Linked DNA regions of Triticum aestivum: region 1 is linked to region 2. Evidence: chromatin contacts called from public Hi-C data. All regions are on one chromosome and are shown on one strand. The core of a region is the stretch at or near the end of the contact, and the rest is flanking DNA. Distances in the headings are between cores, read along the strand shown.

Region 1 (3,424 bases), core at 6-2,505, 61 kb before region 2:
TTTATTTATGCTATGAAGTCTAGAATAAGTGCTCGCCTAGGGTACTACATGTTGCTACAAGGGTCAGCCCACCAGGTTGATTCGCAGACATCATAAAACAAGTTGAAATAGGAGGGACAATGGTATTCCCCGCCCACCAGGGCTCAAATCCTGGTGCTCGCATTACTCCTGAATTTATTTCAGGATTTTCGAAATGCACTTTCAGTGGGAGACTTCGTAAATCTCAAGATGATATGCCAGCTCAGTCTCTCGAAGGTGCTCGTAGGGGTAGGGTGTGCGTGTGTGCGTTCATAGGGGTGTGTATATGCGCGTATATATGAGCGCTTGTGTTTGTACTGTGTTAAAAAAACTTCTTTTATGATGTCTAAAAGTTCATACTCATAAAAAATTATGTTTTAAAAATGTTCAGGAATGACATAGATTTATGTTAGCGCACTTATATTTTTTTAGTATTTAATCTGAACAAGAAAGGGAAGTACGAGACGAAAAAAGGGAATAAAATATTTTTTTAAAAAGAAACATTAAAAAAAGGGAAAGAACATTGAAAACATTTTTTACATAAAACCGAAAAAGAAAAGGAAAAATGGAAGAAAAAAAATAGAAAACTAGCCAAAGAAACGTTGTAGCAACAAACTGTCACTATGAGCGTTAAATCGGAATTGACACTTCACAATGCTACCTCGAAGTCTTAACTGTTCCGAAAATGGCTGTAGCGAAAAATGGTTACCCTCAACTAAAAAAATGTTCCTGGAGAATTTGGAAAATCAGAAAAACTTAAATCACCTTAAAAAAACTCAATCAAGAAGATTCATTGTCAAGCTTTACGAATAATCAACGCTTTCTATATGTCATGTATACAGGATGGAACATATTTTTCATAATAACATATTTTTCATAATAAGAACATAATACTAGTACATCCCTTCAACCTAGCCTTCAGGAAAGGCATACAACGAGACAGAGAAGTGGTGGTGACACGTAGAATTAAGATGAACATTTTGCAATAAAAAAGTATCCCTTCTGGGACTAGGAAAGCCCCAGGTCAGTGAAAGAACATCGGTGCGGTGCCCAACAGCCCAAGGGGGTAAGTAGTTCGTACCAGGCTTAACTAGGAACCTTCTTGAATTAGGCCCAAAAGGTCTTGAATGCCGCCCTATCTTTTCCCCTTCGGCTTCGAGGTCCCAGCTCCAGATCACGTAAGACAAGGACGTTTGCCAAAGGCGCAGAAGAAAGGCTACAGCTGACGCTGACCGCTCTAAAAGCTCGTGTCCGCAAGAGACACGTATCATCACAGACTCATGGTTTCACACACACTGTTTCTTTCCTTTCTCTTTCTTCTCTGATTTGGACAGAGCGCATGCCACCGTTTGACACGTCAGCGTGAGTGGCAAATTAGTGGCTGCGAGTGCTTAAGGGTACACCAGTGTCATGTCGATCTCCGATTGATGGTACCAAATAAAGACTAAGTAGGCACATACGCACCAACCAATTTTGAGGTGTTGTCACACTAGGAGCATTTGTATTCATAGCAATCAAACGCTAGGTAGGCGCATTGGCTTTTGCTACCACTCTCTCTTTTAAGCCTCCTTTGCCATGTCCCTTGTAGCAACACCATCAAGTGTTAAGTGCATCTCCAACGCCGACCCCTAGACCTCCCGCATCACTTAGCTGTTCGGACTCCGCAAGCCATCCAATGGCATCCCTCATCAATCCGTGGACCAATCCGGACCATCGTTTTTCCGCAAACCAGAACCAAACCAAGAGGGTTTGGGGGAGTCCGGACACGAGCCATGTAGGACTCCGACACCCCAGACCACCCAAAACTAAGGAGCTATCCGCACTATTTCCGCAACAAAATCCCGCTTTCTCAACACTCCTCTTCCATCCCGTTGCTTTCCACCCAATTCTCGCGCTTTTTCACCGCTGCCGCATGGACCTGCACAAAAAAGCCGCTGAAGACGGCGGTGGTGGAGGTCCAGCGATCACGCTCACCCGGAAGATTAACTTGGAGACACGGCAAAACCGCCACCCCAGGCAAAGGCGACATCTTGGTGAAAAGGAAGAGGCATACGTCAAATGCTCCGACGTCAAGGAGGCATCCAAGGCCGAGAGGTTTAACATGTTGATGACGGCGGCTGAGAAGAAGATAAAACTCGAAAAGAAGGTCATGCTCGAAGAGAAAAAGATTGAGATCACTACTGCTTCACAGGACGCGAAGATGTTGATCTTGAGGATGGAGAATTTGGATGGCGATGCAAGAATGACGTGCAAGTCATCTGTCTTAAGATGTTGAAGCGTACGAAGGATCAGTTGGAGAGGGTTGAGAAGGAGGCGGCCGAGATGGCAGCGACGATGGAGTGAAAGTGGAGGCTCGGATTGCCGGTACGGCAGGGCAAAAAATCCAATTTTTCCACGGACTGCCGGACTGATATTTTTCTGTGATTGGACAAATAAAAATTATGCATACTTGCCTTTTTTTTATGGTCGGGCGGGCGTTATGTGTTTGGGCTTGAATTTCGAATTAATCGTATCTGGCGGACATTTAGGGGATAACTTTGGATGGCCGGCTCCACATCAACGTCTGCGAATGGATATGGTATTTGGTTTGGGGGTCAACGCTGAAGATGTCCTAAAGACCTCGATCCATACTATCACTTCTTTAGTACAACGTTATGCTAAAGCAGCGACAAGTAATATAAATTGAATGGAGTAGTAATATAATTTCAGAATGATGATTCAATCAGCTTAGCATTAGGTGTTATGGTAATCTTTTCGACCTTGCGTCTACTCCACATCCCTTATCATCAGTGCTTGTCAATTTCTCTACCTCTGACGTCTTGTTTACGGACACAGGCACTTTAATTAGGCCGCTGGTTACACAAAAAATGATCCAATTTTCTCGGTGTATGTTTTGCCCACTTCAATTATTATTTTCGTTCTTTTTATAGCTTAAACAGACTTTCTCGCTAGTAATCGGCATGTTCGTGTAGCCAACTGAAACGATTATTTTTGATAGCAGAAGACTCATAAGCAGATGCAGCCCATGTGACAAGTGTACCTTCTCTCCTCTTTTTTTTTGAGTGGTTTCTCTCCTCTTGAGTTGTGACACACGGTCGGCCAGATTGCTACTACGGAAACCGTGTTTGAATTGCACTGCAAGAGTCCTATGGTACTCCTGCTCAGTTCGATGCGGTGACCAGTACACTTGCCATCATAAACTGAAAGAAAAACATATTCTGTAGTAGTCAATTGCACTTCCGAGCAAAATAAAATTCGTACCACGCTAGTACCATGTTAATTGCTCGGAGCCCAACGGATGCTTGCAGTGGAGTCACCTCTGACACTACCTGGTCGGTGCCGACTTTCCCTTTCCTGCAGATCAAAGCAATTAAGGGATATTATATTTTGTGTGTGTGTGTATTTA
Region 2 (3,250 bases), core at 389-2,888:
GGCTGCGTCGCGGTTCATCTGTCATGGACCCATGAGGCCATCTATTCGGGTGCGCGCCGTCCGGGCAGATCGGACTACACGAAGAGCCCCAGAGGCGCCCTCTAGCGTAATCTGATTTTGGCAATGTGAACTGGCTCCATGCTTTCTACTAGCATCATCTAGTCATAATTGATGGTCACGTTATCTGTTTTCTACAGATTTTAAACAACATGGTAGTATTTTGGTTATCGATTTCTATGAAGCAATGAATAATGCATAATGTTTTGACAAAACAATTTGATTTGTTAAACATCGAAAAAAATTGGAAGCCCCACTAAGCCAACGAATAGCTAGTAAGGCCTAGTTCATATTCTAATATGGTAATATTTCGTATTTCGAGCATTTGAAAACCTTCAAAATTGTTGTGCCTCATATAGTCGTATAGGCTTTTCAAAGGAACACGAAACTACTATTGATATTTACAGGATTTTAGATGAAACAATTCAACATCTACAAGATTCTGAACTTTTTTTTGTCTTTCAAACATGGCTTTTCCTTTCAACTAGAAATGCCTTGTTAGTAAAAACAATAAATAAAAAAGTCCAACTCGTAGACATTGAGCTGATTCCTGTGAAACACTTGTAAGATTCATCCAACCATAACTAGTGTGCTAGTCAAGTTATACGTATTTTTTTTAGTAGTAGTACCAGGAATGCAGCAATATCGTTGAAATTCCTACCGAAATCCTGGTAGAAGATTGAGAAGGAGCACTGGGGAAAAGAATTCGTGGTGACGTGAACATCGGGATCTTATGAGATATTTTGACATCCATATGAAAACAATATACGTTGGATTATGATTGAGGCATAAAATCTAACACCGATTTGTCACTTCTTTTGTACTGAACGCTAGAGTGCTAGACTCGATGACACTAGTAGTCAAGACCAACAATGAGGAGCTCCTGGCGAAACAACATCAGAAGCTTCAGCTAGAGAACAAGAGTTCAGATGGTGCTCAGTTTAATTTCACTACTCAAGGACCATGGACATATTTTATACCATTTCTCAAATTTTTTGCGTCCACCTTGAGTAGTGAAACTAAACTGCACAACATCTGAAGCCGTGTTCTCTACCTGAAATTTCTGACGCTGTTTTGTCAAAAGCTCCTTATTGTTGGTCTTATCTACTAGTGTCATCGAGTGTGACACTCTTGCTTTCAGTACAAGAAAAATGACAAAATCAGCGTATAATTCAATGTATGTTGTTTTCATATGGATGCAAAGGGTCTGATAAGAACCTGATGTTTATGACGTCACAGATTATTTTTCTCTCATGGGAGGGCGCATGCGAGGGTAACTGAAACCACCACATGGCGGTGACCCGGGTGTGCTGCACCCGCGGTACACCGTCATGGACCCATGAGATCATCTATTCGGGTGCGCCGTCCGGGCAGATCGGACTGCCCGAAGAGCCCCGGGAGGCGCTCTCTAGCGCAATCTGATTTTCGCAGGTGGTCTATCCAGGAACGCAGCAACACCGTAGAAATCCGGACTGATGAAAAATCCTGGTAGAAGATCGCTGTCCCATCCGCCAAATGTGATGGGACCTACAGTCGCTAGCACCACTCGGGGAAGCAGCGAGCGGCGCAGAAGAACCTCTCGCCCGCGTCAATCCAATTTTAATGCTGCGGCAGCCCCCCTCCCCATCCTCGGAATCTGTTGCATTCAATACAACTTTCGAAAAACAATCATTTTTCTAATGCGCCCCAGCTACCTAGATCCAGCCAAAGGCTCCAAGCCCCATCAGCCAGCACTGTTCGGCCTCCATTAGCGGCGCACGAGCGAGCTTCTCCGCCCCCTCGCCTCCGCTGATTACCGCTGGTGCGATTAGCGGAGCGCTCACGAAGAGAGAGACCAGCAGTGAAGGCGAGGCCTTCGAGCTCGCGATCCCTTTTCCTCTGCTGCTGCCCGCAAGATTACAAAATCCCGCGTTTGTCCTGTTGCCGCTGCTGCCGCTGGCGCTGCTCTCGGGAGGGCGGCCATAGAAAGGAGATAAGGAGAGGAAGAAACGGAAAAAAGAAAATAAAGGCTGGAGGCTTTTGGAGCTCATAATTTTTGGCCTTTCTCTGCGCTCCCCGGGGAGATTTTCCGGCGCTTTCTCTCTTTCTTTCCGGAGGTGGGAGAGAATCCAGCCTCTGAATTCGGTGAGTGAGTTCTTTCTTGCCCCCTGCTGCTTTTCGTGTGCAGAGTAGTATTTGGTTTGATTCGCTTCTGTCCCTTATTTTAATGTGCTGATGTGAGGCCTTTTTGTTGCCTTTTCTATTTCTTGCATCCTTTTCACTGCATTTTCTTTGGAGATTCTTCTTGGGACAAACTTGCAGGAATCACCCAAGTGAGGCTCTCATCGGCCATATCTTGTTGATGTTTCTCTTTCTCTCTGCCTGTCACTTTCCTCCCAACTGTAGGATAATACTACTACACTTTTTTCCCCTCAAGATTTGCATCTTTGCTTGTGAGTGAGTCGCCCATGGAGTCGTGGTCAATTCTTGTGAGCTAGGGTAAGATACAAGCAGCAGCTGCAAGGCTGGAGTGTCTGTGTTCTCTTCTCCTCTGCAACCTTTCTGCTGCTGGCAAAGTGGCCGTTTTTTCATCCCCTTGTGAGAGGCGAGAGCTGCAATCTTTGGAGTGTAGTTACTCCCACCCTCCAATTCCTGGCACTGGTTTACTCTACTGATTAAATGCCCTAAATTCCGTTTTGTGCACTGCTAAAAAATTTGTGCAATCAATGCGAAGCCCCCCGACTGCGCGCATAAAAGGGGGCCAAAGGTGTGAAGACCCAAGAGCATCCCCTGATTGTTTTTCCTTCCTGTGCAGCAGTTTCTGGTCTGGTCCAAGGCGAGAGAGTGTTCTTGCTTGAGTCGGTGTTGATCCAATGGGCGAGATGAACCACCAGCCCGGGGTGCCGCCGCCGGTGGGCGTGCCACCGCCCATGGGGATGCAGCCCATGATGAACGCTCCGGTCGGCGCGGGCGCCATGCACCAGCCCTACGAGCAGTTCAACCAACTCAACTACTGCGTCCACTCCAATCCTTCTTGGGGTACGGAATCCAATCCTGGCTCCCCTCTTTAACTCCCCTGCCCGCTTTTACTTTCTTTTGCTTCCTCGTGTACAGTTCGATTGTGCGCAAACAGGACGATGTAATCTCAGATTTCTAGTACTACCTACAGATTCAGGCATCTTTAATTTTGGTTTGCAGATGGTTCTTGGTCATT

The links. A called contact is a pair of places that touch in the nucleus more often than the background predicts.
Region 1: a Hi-C map of leaf shows a contact between it and region 2, with 6 times the contacts expected there. The contact joins the enhancer-like site here to the promoter of LOC123119600 in region 2. A contact is called at or near these places in 2 of 5 Hi-C or Micro-C datasets (both in leaf).

Annotation. Positions count from the first base shown.
Region 1 is chr5D:84,484,617-84,488,040 of IWGSC CS RefSeq v2.1, reverse strand. No RefSeq gene overlaps it. Among protein-coding and RNA genes, the nearest start is that of LOC123119600, 60 kb to the right of the region's middle. Within about 2 kb of position 1,255, at least 2 of the 8 cell types and tissues checked have an H3K27ac peak or open chromatin away from gene starts, as enhancers often do. A contact at or near this core is called in leaf, where this site is marked.
Region 2 is chr5D:84,424,554-84,427,803 of IWGSC CS RefSeq v2.1, reverse strand. It overlaps LOC123119600 (nucleobase-ascorbate transporter 3), which reads left to right and starts at 1,638. Exons shown (of 15, transcript XM_044539464.1): 1 at 1,638-2,181; 2 at 2,852-3,075. The coding sequence starts at 2,910.